Regions from separate parts of the Macaca mulatta genome. Here region 1 is linked to region 2. Evidence: chromatin contacts called from public Hi-C data. All regions are on one chromosome and are shown on one strand. Each heading gives the region's core, a stretch centred on a gene start, on an enhancer-like site or on the middle of the called end of the contact. The rest is flanking DNA. Distances are from core to core; before and after follow the strand shown. Region 1 holds the start of CHST13 (carbohydrate sulfotransferase 13). Region 2 holds the start of TXNRD3 (thioredoxin reductase 3).

Region 1 (6,752 bases), core at 3,408-5,907, 120 kb before region 2:
AGTTGAGCTGACTGGGATACCCAGCTGGAGGAGACACCCAGCTGAAAAGCTGGCTGCTGGAAAAAGCCCACATATACTTTGGTGACTGGGGTGCGTCATGTTGTATGAATGAAGAAGGAAAAGGTTTGTTTTCATACTGGGCCTGTGGCATCTCTGCTCCTCACCAGCCGGGGCCACCTGGGACAGAGCATGCAGAAAGGTGCTCAGGCTTAAGCATCCCACACTCAGTCCTTCTTATGCCAGGTGCTGTTGCAGGCCCTGGGAACAGAGTGCACAAGACAGAAGTTGTACGGCCTGGATGCCAGTGGCCAGCACCTTCGGCTGCCTTCTCAAGGGTGTCTTCTGGTGACCCTGAGTGTCCTCTTCCCACTCAGAGGGCAGCTGCAAGGGAGAATTAGCAGCCCCTCCCCACCTGCCCAGGGAGCAGCCCCTAAGCACGCAGGTCCCTTGCGCCTCAGGGTGGGGAGACTGCTTCTCAGTCAGCTGCTTCCCATGCCCAGCTCACCTTGCACTCCCCAACAGACAGAGCCTCAACAAACTGCACTGAGACCTGGTCCCAGGGCCCACTGCACAGGAGGCCCCGCGTCTCATGGCCCAAGAGCAGCCAGAAATCCAGCAGGTTTTCTGAAATCTCCTGAGTTTTAAACATCAGCAACCAATTTGAGAAAAGGTGAACATTGTGCAGAAGTCATGCTGATGGCGTCCATGTCACATCCCAACCGGGCTACTGCACTGTGGTTCTGCACGATCTCAGCACTGGGGGAAAGTGGGTAAAGGGGACACGGGATCTCTCTTCCTTACAACTGCACACAAATCTAGTGACCCCAAAATAGTTTCATTAAAAACAAACATTGCCTAACTATTTAAAAGTATGAAGATCTTGGCTGGGTGCGGTGGCTCATGCCTGTAATCCCAGCATTTTGGGAGGCTGAGGCAGGAGGATCACCTGAGGTCAGGAGTCTGAGACCAGCCTGGGCAACACGGCAAAACCCCGTCTCTACTAAAAAAGCAAAATTAGCCGGGCATAGTGGTGGGCGCCTGTAATCTGGCTATTTGAGAGGCTGAGGCAGGAGAATCGCTTGAACCTGGGAGGCGGAGATTGCAGTGAGCCGAGACCGCGCCACTTCACTCCAGCTTGGGCAAAAGATCAAAAAAAAAAAAAAAAGAGAGAGAATGAAGATCACAGAAGTTAAATATGGCAGGCTGCTAGGTTCAAACAACCCTGGCTACACCACTCTCTAGCTGTGTCCTTGGGTAAGTTACTGAGCCTCTCGGTGCCTCAGTTTCCTCATCTATAAAATGAAAGTCTACTATGTACCTCATAGGATGCATCTGAGGATCACATGAGATAACACGCATGGAGGGCTTAGAATAGTGCCTCGCACAGGACACACGCCAGACAAGATGAAGAATTATTTTTCTAACGGTTTCCTCCACGAGGAAAAAGTGTCATCTCTCACAGAGACAGCTCTGGCTCCTCCGGGTCCCCACCTCCTCCCTGCCTCCCACAGAGCAGCAGAGGTGGTGTCTGTGATTTAGCTATTCTTCATGGACGGCTTCCCTCTATGCTTAGAAAACCCTATCTGTGGGATCTGGACTCTCTGTCTGCCTCTCTGACTTCACCCATTCACCCTCGCCCACTCCAGAGCCTCCCTGGTGCTCCTGGGACAGGCGGTGGTGGTTCTAAAACATGCCTGCAAATTCTCGGGCACTGCTGGTTGGTGTGGCCCCACTCCTGGGTCTGGTCCAGCCTCAGCGATTTTCGGGTAACTAACAAAAGGCAGCCCCAGGCCAGGTCAGAAAATGGCCAGGCTCTATGGGAGCAGCATACCGGGCCCCAGGTCGGAGGGTGCCCCGAGGAGGTCTGGAGGCCAGAGAGTGGCCCAAGGAGACTCCCAGGCTGGAGGGTGCCTCCAGGATGACCCCAAGCCAGAGGGTGCCCCAAGGAGGTCCCCAGGCTGGAGGGTGCCCCAGGAGGCCCCCAGGATGAAGGGTGCCCTGAGAGGATCCTTGCATCACTGCCCAGCAGAGCTCCCAGACGGACACCACCTGCCAGTGTGAGCAGTGGGACACTCGACCAGGGTGAGCCTCCCAGTGATGCAGTGCCAGCTGCCTTCTGACTGCAGCAGCCTGAGACTCCCATGAGAAATACTTAGCCAAGCCCATGCCCCAATTCCCGATACACAAAATGTGAGCAAAATTTAAATGGTTGTCTTAAGCGGCCAAATTTTAGGGCAGTTTGTTACCTAGCAACAGCAACTGGAACATCACCTCAGGGCCTTTGCAATGGTACCTGCTGGCTTCTGCTTCCTGGAGTCACATCTCTGCTCCAATGCCACCTCCCCGAGGCCTGCCCCAGCACCCTCCTTACACCGGACACGCTTCCCATCCTGGTACCTGCTGTTTTCTTCACAGCAGCATTCACCGCGCTCTCTCTTTATCCGGATTTTCCGTGCTTCCCATCTGTAATGGAAATGCTGTGAGGGCAGACACTGCAGGGGTCTCACCCTCTCCAAGCGGACCTCAGCACGGAGTGGGTGTTCTGTATCTGTCGAATGAATGAATGAATGCGAGTCCCTGGGAGAGAGCGTCTTCACAGGGAAGCTCTCAAGGCCCCGGGCGTCTAGCCAGGCATCTGAACCCTCCCATCCCAAGACCCAAGACCATCTCTTCCTCTCTCCAGGGACCCCATCTCCAGGGACATCTCCGGATGAAGGGCTGAGATGTTATTCCCAACTTTGACCACCAGGTGGCAGCACATAAGGGCAAGGAGCGCTGAGGATTCCAGACAGGCAGTGGGGCCAGGGAATGCCGGTCTGGGGAAATTTGGAAGGCACCTTTGGATGCGAGTTAGGTCCGGCAGGGAATGCAGATGACCTGGAATCCCTGGGTCCTGGGCCAGTCTGGGGGTGGGCTGGAGGCTCCCCAAGGCCCGGAAAGTCATGATAAGAAGCTCTGGCTTACTGTGAATGGGGACTCCCACCTCTCTGTCCTTTGAGACCACCATCACCATTTAAAGCTGTATCTCAGAATCAGCAGAACTATTATTTGCTTAATATTCTTCCTTAAATAGATCTTCCACAACTTAAATAAATGTAATAGGAAGAAATTTTTATTTCACAACTGTAACAGAAACCAGTCATTTGCCAGAAACAGGCAGTAACCATAAACAAGTTAATTACTAACATCAAATACTTACCTGGCACTCACTGAGTGCCAGGCACTGTTGCAAACATTTCCTGTATCTCATTTAATCTTCACAGCAGTGAGGTTTAGGATTACCCCCCTGTACAGGGAAATGGGGCACAGAGAGGTGTGGTGACTTTCCTAATCTCCCACAGCAGTAAGTGGTACCAGGTGGGTTTGGAGTCACCAGATTTTTCAAAAGCAGTTTAACAACTGGAGCTTAGAGTGTGGAATAATAGACACTGGAGACTTGAAAGGGTAGGAGAGTGAGTGGGGTGGGAGGGATAAGGAATTATTTAGTGGGTACAATGGACATTATTTAGGTGATGGTTACACAGAAAACCCAGACCTCACCACTGTATAATATATTCATGTAACAAAACTGCACTTGTGTCCCTTACATTTATACAAAAAAAACTCCAAAAAACCTGGAGTTTAACGCAGTACCCTATCCCATGCACTCACACTGCTAAATGTTGTCTCCAACACACTCATTCGCACACACAGTGCCAGCTGCACCCTCCGGTTCCCTGCTAGCCTGACTTCCAGGCAGCAAGACCCTACGGTTAGGCGTGGGCTCCCACTCAGGGCTAGCTGAATGTGTGTGTCTTTCAAAGGCTGGACTTTACTCTCACCTCCCCCCCTCCACCCCCCAACACACACACACACACACACACACACACACACACACACACACACACACAGTCCCTGGCAAGTCCTCGGTGCTCACATGGTGCTCAGAGAAGTTGTGGGTGACACGCTGAGGCGCAACAAACTCCATTCCCCGGGGGATGTAAGCTGAGACACTCCCTCTCTGTCCAGAGGCTAGCGCCATCTGCACGAGCTAGATTCAGGCAGGACCTGGAAACCCCAGAGAAAAGCAAGGGTACAGGGAAAGCAAGCCTTGGGTCGGGGAAGGAGGGACACTGTTAGGCCTCCTACTGAGGGCAGGGGTCCCAGAGAACCATGGACAGGGCAACGCTCTACTAGGCTCCTTGGTTCATCTCGGATCAGCCCTTGGGCCCCTGGCATCTAAGGCAGCAAAATGGCAAGGGGACACCGCCCGGGGTGGGGCACGCCAACGCGACAATACCTCTTGGCCTTGGGTGGATAACGGCACCTCGGGGCAAACACTAGGGGCGGAGCCTAGGGGCGAGGGGCTTCCCCAATCAGTCTCCGCCCTCGCGCCCTGGACTTCGGCCCCATTCTATCAGGTGAGGGTGCAGGCACGAAAAGAAGACTGGGCACGAAAAGAAGACTGGGCCTGCCGCCCCACTCTGTCCCGTCTACTCAGTCCCCAGCGACTCGCAGGGGCTCGTGGGGCTGCAGTCCAGTTGCCGTGCTCCCCTGCCCTGCGCGGCGCCGCGCGTCTTGGTAGGCGCTGCGCTGCCGGGGCGGGGTCCTGGGCCAGGGCACCTCCGCCCCCAGCCGGACCCAGCGGACTGTCCTCCGCCGCGCGCCCGGCACAGCATGGGGAGGCGCTGCTGGCGGCAGCGCGTGCTGGCTGCCGCCTGTCTAGGCGCCGCGCTCCTGCTCCTGTGCGCCGCGCCCCGCACCCTGAGTCCGGGTGAGTGCTCGCCGGCCCAGCCGCGCAACCGCAAGCAAACGCTCCCACCGCGGCCTGACCCCTCGACAGCGGCGGGGACACCTGCCATCTCCTTCCTGGCTGGGGCTAGGAGTGGCGGGCAGGGTGGCTGGTGGGGCACAGAAAGGCCCTAGACGCCCCCACGAGCAAAGGCTCTTGCTCCTTCTCCGGAGTTATCTCCCTACTCCCAGAGCGGTGACTATTTGGGTCCCACAGCCGGTGCCTGGAGACCGGGGTCAGTTGTGGGGAGTAGAGGGCATTTGGCCAATCCAGGAAGGCCGTCTCCCTTACCTTCGCCCCCTTCCCCTGGGCAGCCGGGAGCCCCTGGACGTGAGCGCTGCTCGGCCCATGAGCATAGGAGGGGAAGCTTGGGCCACTCGGTCGGGTCCCTCGGTTGTCCTACTGTGCAGTGGGTGCCACTCCCTGCTCCACCCTGAAATCCACACCGGGTAAGGTTTGGGACTCCTGTGCACCCACCTCGTGGTCTGGCTGGGGAAACTGAGGCAACTAGTCATGACTGCAGAGCTGAGTGCCCTGGGCTCCACCGGTGCTGAGTCTGTGCTCTGAGTCTCTCCTCAGCTCATGTGAAGCCTCCCATCAACGCATTTCACACAAATCGAAGCAGGCCAGAGAGGTAGGGAGACGGGTGTGGTGGCAACATGCTGGCTACACAATCTCCTTGGGGCTGGAGGGGCCCAGCCAGCACCCCGGCCTCCTGACCTCAGGGCTGTTTGCCTTTCCTTGTATGTGGTATGTGTGCCAGGTGGGACGTCTCAGTCTGCCTCCCCACCCCCAGTGTGGGCTCTGAGAATCCTGGGCCCCACCCTTGGAACCTGGCAGACACAGTCCCAGGGAGTAAGTAACTAGGTCCAGGGTGGGCTGGGATGTTGGGCAGTGGGGGTGGGAGTGGCCCAAGACTTGAGGATATCAGGACTTGGGGAGGCCTCTGCCCACACCCCCTGCCCCTCACACTGCCCCCTGCCCCTTGTGTGCCCAGAACACAGCAGGTCAAACCTGGATGCCTCCCCAAGCCCATGGGATAGGGCTGGGGTCTCTCCTTCCAACACCCCCACCACCCCTTCTGTGAGCTGGCTAGCGGTGTAGAGCAGACAGTCTCCTGGCAGTCTGGGGTGTGGACTCAGTGTCTGTGGCTGCCACAGCCTCTGTCCACCCAGTCATTCAGTGACAGATGTTTACCCAGTACTAAGACAGGGCAGGGGTTGGTGGCTACTGGCCCCTCAGGGCTCAGTGTGGGATGTTAGAGGACACCTGAGCGCCTGGGTCCTGGGGAGTGTCTGCAAAGGAGCATACATCTTTGAGTGACCGCATGGAGTGTCTGTGTCCCCATGTCTCTGTGGGATATCTCTCTCCAGTCACCTACTCTACCCGGGTTTGAGGGATGAGAAACAAGCCAAGGTACTAGTCACCTTCTGGGCTTTGTTCCTTCCGACCTCCCTCCCTCTCCTGCAGAGCCTGGGAAGAGACAGCAGGTGTTAGGAGGGCGGCTCCAAACCTCCCTTCCTAGCCTCTGTGCAGGCTGGGCTCTGCACCTGGCCTGTCCTACCCTTGGCCATGACCTTCTCACCCAGCGTCTCAGAATCTCTCTCTGTTTCTGTCAGGCTCTCTTGTACCTCTCCCATGGCCTGTTTCCAGCCATCATGCTTTGTGAGTGACCCTGGGCGAGCAAGAGTTAACCAGACCAACCTATCCAGCCTCTCCCACTGGCTTTTCTCCCTCCCAAGCCCTGAGCTGAAGTTTTGGCTGAGACCATGCTTGGGGGCCTGCAGGTGGCATGCAGGGAGGGCACTCAGCTGGGAAAGGTCTTTTCCTGCCAGGGTAGTCCTGCTGGAGGGGCATCTCCTGCCCTTGGCCTCTGGAAATGGCCTCACGAGGGCCTGCAGTGTCTCTGCAGCCATGCCTGAGTTGGAAGGGATGTGGTCTGTGCCCTGTGAGGGCTTCTGGCCTGGGAATGAGGGCTCCA
Region 2 (6,500 bases), core at 1,683-4,182:
TGATGGCAAAAGGCAAAGGCAAAGCCAGCACTTCACATGGCCAGAGCAGGAGCAAGAGAGTTGGGTGGGGAGATGCTACACTTTTAAATGACTAGATCTCATGAGAACTCACTATCATGAGGACAGTACCAATGGGATGATACTAAACCATTCATGAGAAATTCACCCCCATGATCCATTCATCTCCCACCAGGCCTTACCTCCAGCATTGGGAATTACATTTCAATATTTGGTTGGGGACACAGATCCAAACCATATCAATCCCATAAAAAGAGTGAAAAAGGAAGCTAAATCTGACAGATTTTCTACAGCAGCAGGTCCTCAAATAACATTATTTCATTACAACAGTGATTAAAAAAACTATTCCCAGCCAGAGCCACTGTCAAGTGGAGTTTGCACCTTCTCTTCATGTTTCCTCCAGGTACTCCAGTTTCCTCCCACATCCCAAAGATGTGCATGTTAGGCTAATTAGTGTATCTACATTTTCCCAGTCACAGAAAGTGTGGGTGTGTGTGCAAGTGCACCTGCAATGGGACGGTGTCCCAGCCAGGTTTGGATCCCGCCTAGCACTTGCAATCCTGAAATGGAGTAAATGGGTTGGAAAAGGAATGAATAAGCAAATATAAATTATTGCCAAATAAAGCTTCATAAAGTAGACAATAATCATACAGACGCAAACAATAACGAATACAGTAGGAGAGCACTCAACAGTGTACCCTCCATATTTCTGATTTTGTTTTTGAACTGCCCAGTGGCACAAGGTGCTCCTTAAAATCCTGCTTTGCAAACATTTTTTGATTTCACCCACTACCATTAGAACCCAACCTCTCCTGATTCACCAGAAATTGGGTAAATACTTTTCTTCCTTGTTCTCATTAATCTCTCTTAAATGTATGTATAGTTCACATTTATTTCAATGTTTAATACTAGACATGTTTTGGGTCTTTATTTAAAAGTTTGGTGATTTTTTATTTTTGTGGTCAGAAATATGCCATAGGAACTTAACTCTTACTTCTAGCCTACAATAAAACTGGTTTTGTTACATGTCATTTCGCTTAAGGTTGGTTTCCAAGAACCTATCACCAATGTTGAGTGAGCACTTACTGTATACATAACCTAAGGATAAGCATCCTAAATATATAAAGAACACCTACAAGTCTAGTACAAACAACTAAAATCCACTGCATAGGAAAATAGGCAAAAGGCCTGAAAAAAATGAAAAGCATACTATAGAATTTCATAGAAGAGGAAGCTCAAGTGACCCATGAATACACTGGACTTCATTTGGGAAATACAAAATTAAACCATAATGGAATGCCATTTCAAAATTGCCAGAATGGCAAAAATTAAAAATATCAGCTGTTAGCAAGGATGTAGAGCAAGATGAATTGTTATAAACTAGGAGGAGAGTAAATTGGTATAACTACTTGGAAACTCAGTTGGGCATTACCTTGCTAAGGTAGAAATCATGCATCCTTTATGACCCAGCAACTCAGCTTCATGATATCTATCCTAGAGTAGTCTCTTGTAAGTGCGCTGGGAGTTACGTGCAAGAATAAGCATACAGCTGTACTGTTTTTTAAGACCAAAATACTAGAAACAGCAAAATGATAAACTCCGGTATGATTCATCCTAGGGAGTAGTCAGCAATGAAAATTAATGAACCCCAGCTACAGATACTAATATGCATGAATCTCTGAAACATAACTGTTGAGGAAGAAAACTGCAGATGTATATATGGTTCGATTTATATCAAGTCCCAAAACAGGCCAAAAGGAACCAAATATTGATTAATAATGTATATATTTGGTAAAAATGTAAAAAAAAAAAAGAAATTTTGCATAGTGGTTAATCCTGAGGGAGGGAGAAGACAGCCAAGGAAGCTTCTACAGTACTAGTGTCACTTTATTATTCTTAAAAATGTATATGCATAATATATGTTTTAAGAAACTATACACATCAATGTAAACTTCAAATATATTTGAAAAACAGCCTATAATTTCATGAGCTCAACCTAATAGTTTATGCTTTTGCATACTGTCTTCCACGTATCATTTTTCAACTTTCTGTAAAATGAAGTAAATTCCTAAACGTTGAAAGTCTCTGCCTTACACGTAGGTTATCACCCAAAGGCTCGTTTTTAAGTGAAGTATTCTTAAACTCAGAATACATTTGTCCTTAGAAATAATGCCGGATTCCTAGCCTGCGCTGAAAAGTTAAGGCAGTGTGCATGAAGCTGAAATTACCTCACAACCTTCCCGTACCTTCGTTTCCCAAGACGGAGAACTGAGGTTCGGCGCAGGGTCCTAACCCAGGTCGAGGTCACGCAATTAGGAGTGTTTCTGTTTTGATAAACCATCACAAGCCCACCTCAGGGGAAGGCCGGGGAGAGGAGAGGACGGGCGGCTGACCTCACTGCCGCAGCCCGGGAGTGAGGCGGGCGCCCCAGCCCGGACCCGCCCTGCCGGGGGTGGCGTCCGCGTGGCGGCCTGGTCGCGCGCGGTGGAACCGGCGAGGGCCGCGCCTACCCGAGTACTGTGGGGACAGTAGCTCTTGCTGAAGATCATCACCCGGCTGCGCTCAATGAGGCCCCGGAGGCGGCGGCGCAGCTCCTCGCGGGCCTCGGACGAGCTGCTGGGCCCGGGGGACGACAGGCGGGCGCGGCGCCCCGGCGGCGACAACACGCGCGCCCCTCGGACATGGCCCGAGCGGCGGTTGGGGGCATCGCCCGCCTTCCCCGGCCCTGGCGACTGTGGCGGCGACTGCTCCACGGTCTCGCTTTCGCTCCCGGCCGGGCCGGGCCTGCTCACAAACCGAAACGCAGGCGGCGGCGGCGGCGCAGGGACCTGGGCTGAGGGGCGGCGAACGCTGCCTTCGCTGGCCACTCTCAGCACCCGCGCGAATCCGCCAGGCAGCCGCTCGCCCCACCCCCAGCACCGCCCCGCGCATGCGAACTGGGCCCCCCGCCCGCCCGCGGCGTACGCCTGCCCTTCTCAAAGAGGCGGGTACCAAGCGCGAGCCTCTTTATCTCCAGGCTGTGCGCGCGTCCGGAGACCAACCAATCTTGGCGATGCCGCTTGGAGATGGCCTCTGTGCAATGCCTTTTACTCCTAATAATCCCCAACAGCCCGTTTAAACCACCTTAAAATATACATTCTTCAATTTTTATGAGAAGTGTGAATTGGAAAGATTGATATTTTTAAAAGTTTAGATCACACAAGCTAAATAAATACATTGCGTTTGCTATTGCAATGCAACTTTAAGATGAGTTTCGTAGGTTGCTACCCGTCAGTTCCCTTCTACATAGAATTCCAGAGCCGCCCCTAACAAAGGAACTCTGAAACTGCGAGAACAGGAATCCTCTGTCCATTTCAGGGGGTGGATGGAAGACCTTTGAGCTGAACTAGCCTGCAATGACTTACAGCCCCCTCCACCACAATGGGTGAATAAAACCCCAATAAAGAGAACAATCAACCGCAGGACCAGCAGGTGTGAACCGGTTCCTGCCTACCTCTAGGCTGTCATCCCCTGACAGTGTCCCTCCGGTTCATTCTGCTTCAGCTACACGGGCTTTCTCCCTGTGCCTCAGATGCGTCAAAACCATTCTCGCCTTTGGGTCTTTGCACCTTTAGCTTTATCAGTCTAGGATGTTGTCTCCTGCAGTGGACTGAATGTATCACCCAGATTTCATATGTTGAAACTCTCATCCTAATGTAACAATATTTGAAAGTTAAGACCTTTGGGAGGTAATTAGGTCATGAGGGCGGAATCTTTGAGAGTGGGATTAGTACCAGTAGTTAGTATCATTAAGAAGAGGCCAGAGAGCTAGCTCACTCTCCACCATGTGAGAACACGGTGAGACCTTACAACTGAAATGGGCAAGTCGGCCCTCATCAGAAGCAACCGTGCTGACACCTTCATCTCAGACTTCCAGGCTCCAGAACTGTAAGAAATAAAATTCTGTTGTTCATAAGATGCCCCTTCTATGGTGCTTTGTTCTAACAGCTCCAACAGACTAATACCTGCTCCAGCAAGTCTGGCTCCTCATTGCCAACTAAGTCTTGGCTTAAATGTTACCTCCTTAGATAACCTTTTGCTGTGTACCCAAAATGAAGTAGCTGCTAATTTCCATCATTTCACACATGTTCCAGTCCCTTCATGACACATTTATTATTATTTTCAACGACCTCCTATAATTTCTGGTTTCCTTGCTTGTTGTCTGCCCTAGCCCTGTCTCCATGACCTCGACTGGAATGCGAGTTCTGTGAGAAAAGGGCCTTATCACTTTGGCCCACAACTCTAGCCCCAGAGTTTATCACAGTGCCTGGCTCATAGTAGGCACGGAATACAGTTTTACTGAAGGAATGAATTAGTGATTCATACATGTCACATCTTACCAGAACATATATTACCATATTTTGCTTCTCCTCTTGTCCTCACATGACAGGCTGGGATCTCAAATTCCTCTTCTTCCTACTCTGTTCATCCAGGGAGCCACAAATCTGGGAGGTGGAGTACAGACCATGATGTTCAGGGACTGCCTCATGCCACTCCTGTTGCCCTGTGCCCACATGGCTTATTTCATGCCTTGACTCCACAAGCACTTCCTGAACACCTCGGTCTGTGCTAAGTGTTAGGGAATAAGCACGTGGAAGATAGCACCTGTCTTCAGGAGATCAGAGCCCTTCTAGGAGAGATGTCAAAAATAAGAAATGCAAATGAGGAAGCAGTTCTAAAGAGAAGAATAATACCTGAGCTGGATGTGATGAAGTGAAGAATCATTGGCCCAGACAATAAGCACTGGAAGAGGGTATCAGAGGGAGGCAGCCGAGCTGAACCACAGAAGCAGGGGAAGGCTGGTGTATTGGGGGAAAATGCTGAAAGATCCAAAAATGAGCAGAGGTGAGGGAGAAATGAATGCCATTGAAGTGAGCAGGGGCCAGATGGCTGCGATCTAGTTGACACTGTTTAGAAGATCTCTAGGAAGGAAAAGGAACATGAGACAATGACTTCAGGCAGCAAGAAGATGACTTTCCTATTAGCCCAAGCAAAAATCAGAGTTTGGAAGAACTGAAGAAGAAAGGAAACAGAACAAGAGAGAGGTCCCCTTTATCTTTTTATTTTTATTTATATTTTTAAAGAGACAGTCTTCTATTGGGACTCTGGACATCTAGACATCAGTGCAGGGGCTTTCTGAGACCAGCCTCCCTGGCAGGCTTAGATGTGATCTAGCCTGAGTCAGGAGGGGAACACACGTGGGGCTGGATGTTCTTTCAGATCCCTGGCAGAGATCAAAGACAGAGTGGTCAGCTTGACCTAGCTTCTGCAAGCGCTGGCTCTGATGTGGGAGAGGGAGGCAGTCCCCAGAGCAGGAATGCCTTCCCTGGGGCTCCTATCCTTGCAGGGGAGAAGCTGGCCATTGTCCCTTAAGAGCTTCCTTCACTGCAGCCCGAGGGGGGCGACTGACAGATTCCTCAGGGGGGCAAACGGAACGGATTCCCCAGGGGAGGAAACCTCTGGGCTCTGGCTTCAACCCCCTCCCGGGGAAACATTCACAGCCCCTCCGGAGGAGAGCCCTGCTGCAGGAAAACTCTAGGGCAGGGCCCAGCTGCGAGGGGCCTGGGCTGTTGGTGATAGTACCCCAGGCTCCAAACTCTCTGGGCCTGGGGGCAGTTCCCTTCCTTGGTTACAACAGATTCTTACCCCGCCGTGCCCTACAGCCCGCCCCGCGAGGAACGGGCCCAGGAGTGGACGGGTGGATAGGCATTCCGGTGTCTCGAGTCGGGGCCAGCCTGAGCAGCACCACTCGCGTGGGGCACACAGGGCATACAAGGCAGGCACCAGGCTCCAGAACAGCAGCTGACAAGTCTTCCGGCGGCGTCGGGTCTCCATGGGGACGGGGGCGGGGCCAGGCGGCCGTGATGGAGTTGGGGCGGGGCTTTTCAACTGTAAATGGCCCCGCCCAGCCTGGGCAAAGAGACATAGCCTGGCCTGGAAGACCGAGTCAGGGACCCCCAGGCAGAGGCTGACCCCTGCTGGCGGCCGGGGCCTCCTGCCTCCAGGTGCTGCTGCCCCTACACGGACTGGCGCCCTCTGCGGGTCCCGCGACTCCCCGCTCAGCGCCTCCAGATGCCTCACCCGGGCCCACTCCGCTGGGTCCCCAGGGACCTTAAAGCGCTGGCCCAGCAGCGGGGTCACTCCCATAAGCCTCCCGACCCTCCCATGGGTCCTTTGGAGCCCTGGATTGTGAAGCTGATACTTCCTCAGGGCCGCGCGCCCGGACGCGGCTGCTCCAGGACCACAGCTGACTGAGTGCGGCCGCGTCCCCTGCAGGCCACCCGTCAAGGGCACAGGCCACAGGAGCCCCAAGGCGCAGTGGCTCACCCTGCCCGGAGTTGACCCTTGAGGTGGGGAGAGGGCACTAACTCGGGTCCTCTCCCCTTCCTCAAGGCTCCTTCCTCCCCTGGGGTGAAGGGCTCCCAATCCCAGCACTTTGGGGC

Evidence for each region. Hi-C and Micro-C count contacts between places; a contact is called where the count stands out from the background.
Region 1: a Hi-C map of liver shows a contact between it and region 2, with 6 times the contacts expected there. The contact joins the promoter of CHST13 here to the promoter of TXNRD3 in region 2. A contact is called at or near these places in 2 of 14 Hi-C or Micro-C datasets (fetal cortex germinal zone and liver).

Annotation. Positions count from the first base shown.
Region 1 is chr2:157,443,856-157,450,607 of T2T-MMU8v2.0, reverse strand. CHST13 (carbohydrate sulfotransferase 13) reads left to right here and starts at 4,657. Exons shown (of 3, transcript NM_001194636.2): 1 at 4,657-4,753. The coding sequence starts at 4,657.
Region 2 is chr2:157,318,049-157,324,548 of T2T-MMU8v2.0, reverse strand. It overlaps TXNRD3 (thioredoxin reductase 3), which reads right to left and starts at 2,932. Exons shown (of 16, transcript NM_001353341.2): 1 at 2,529-2,932. The coding sequence starts at 2,771.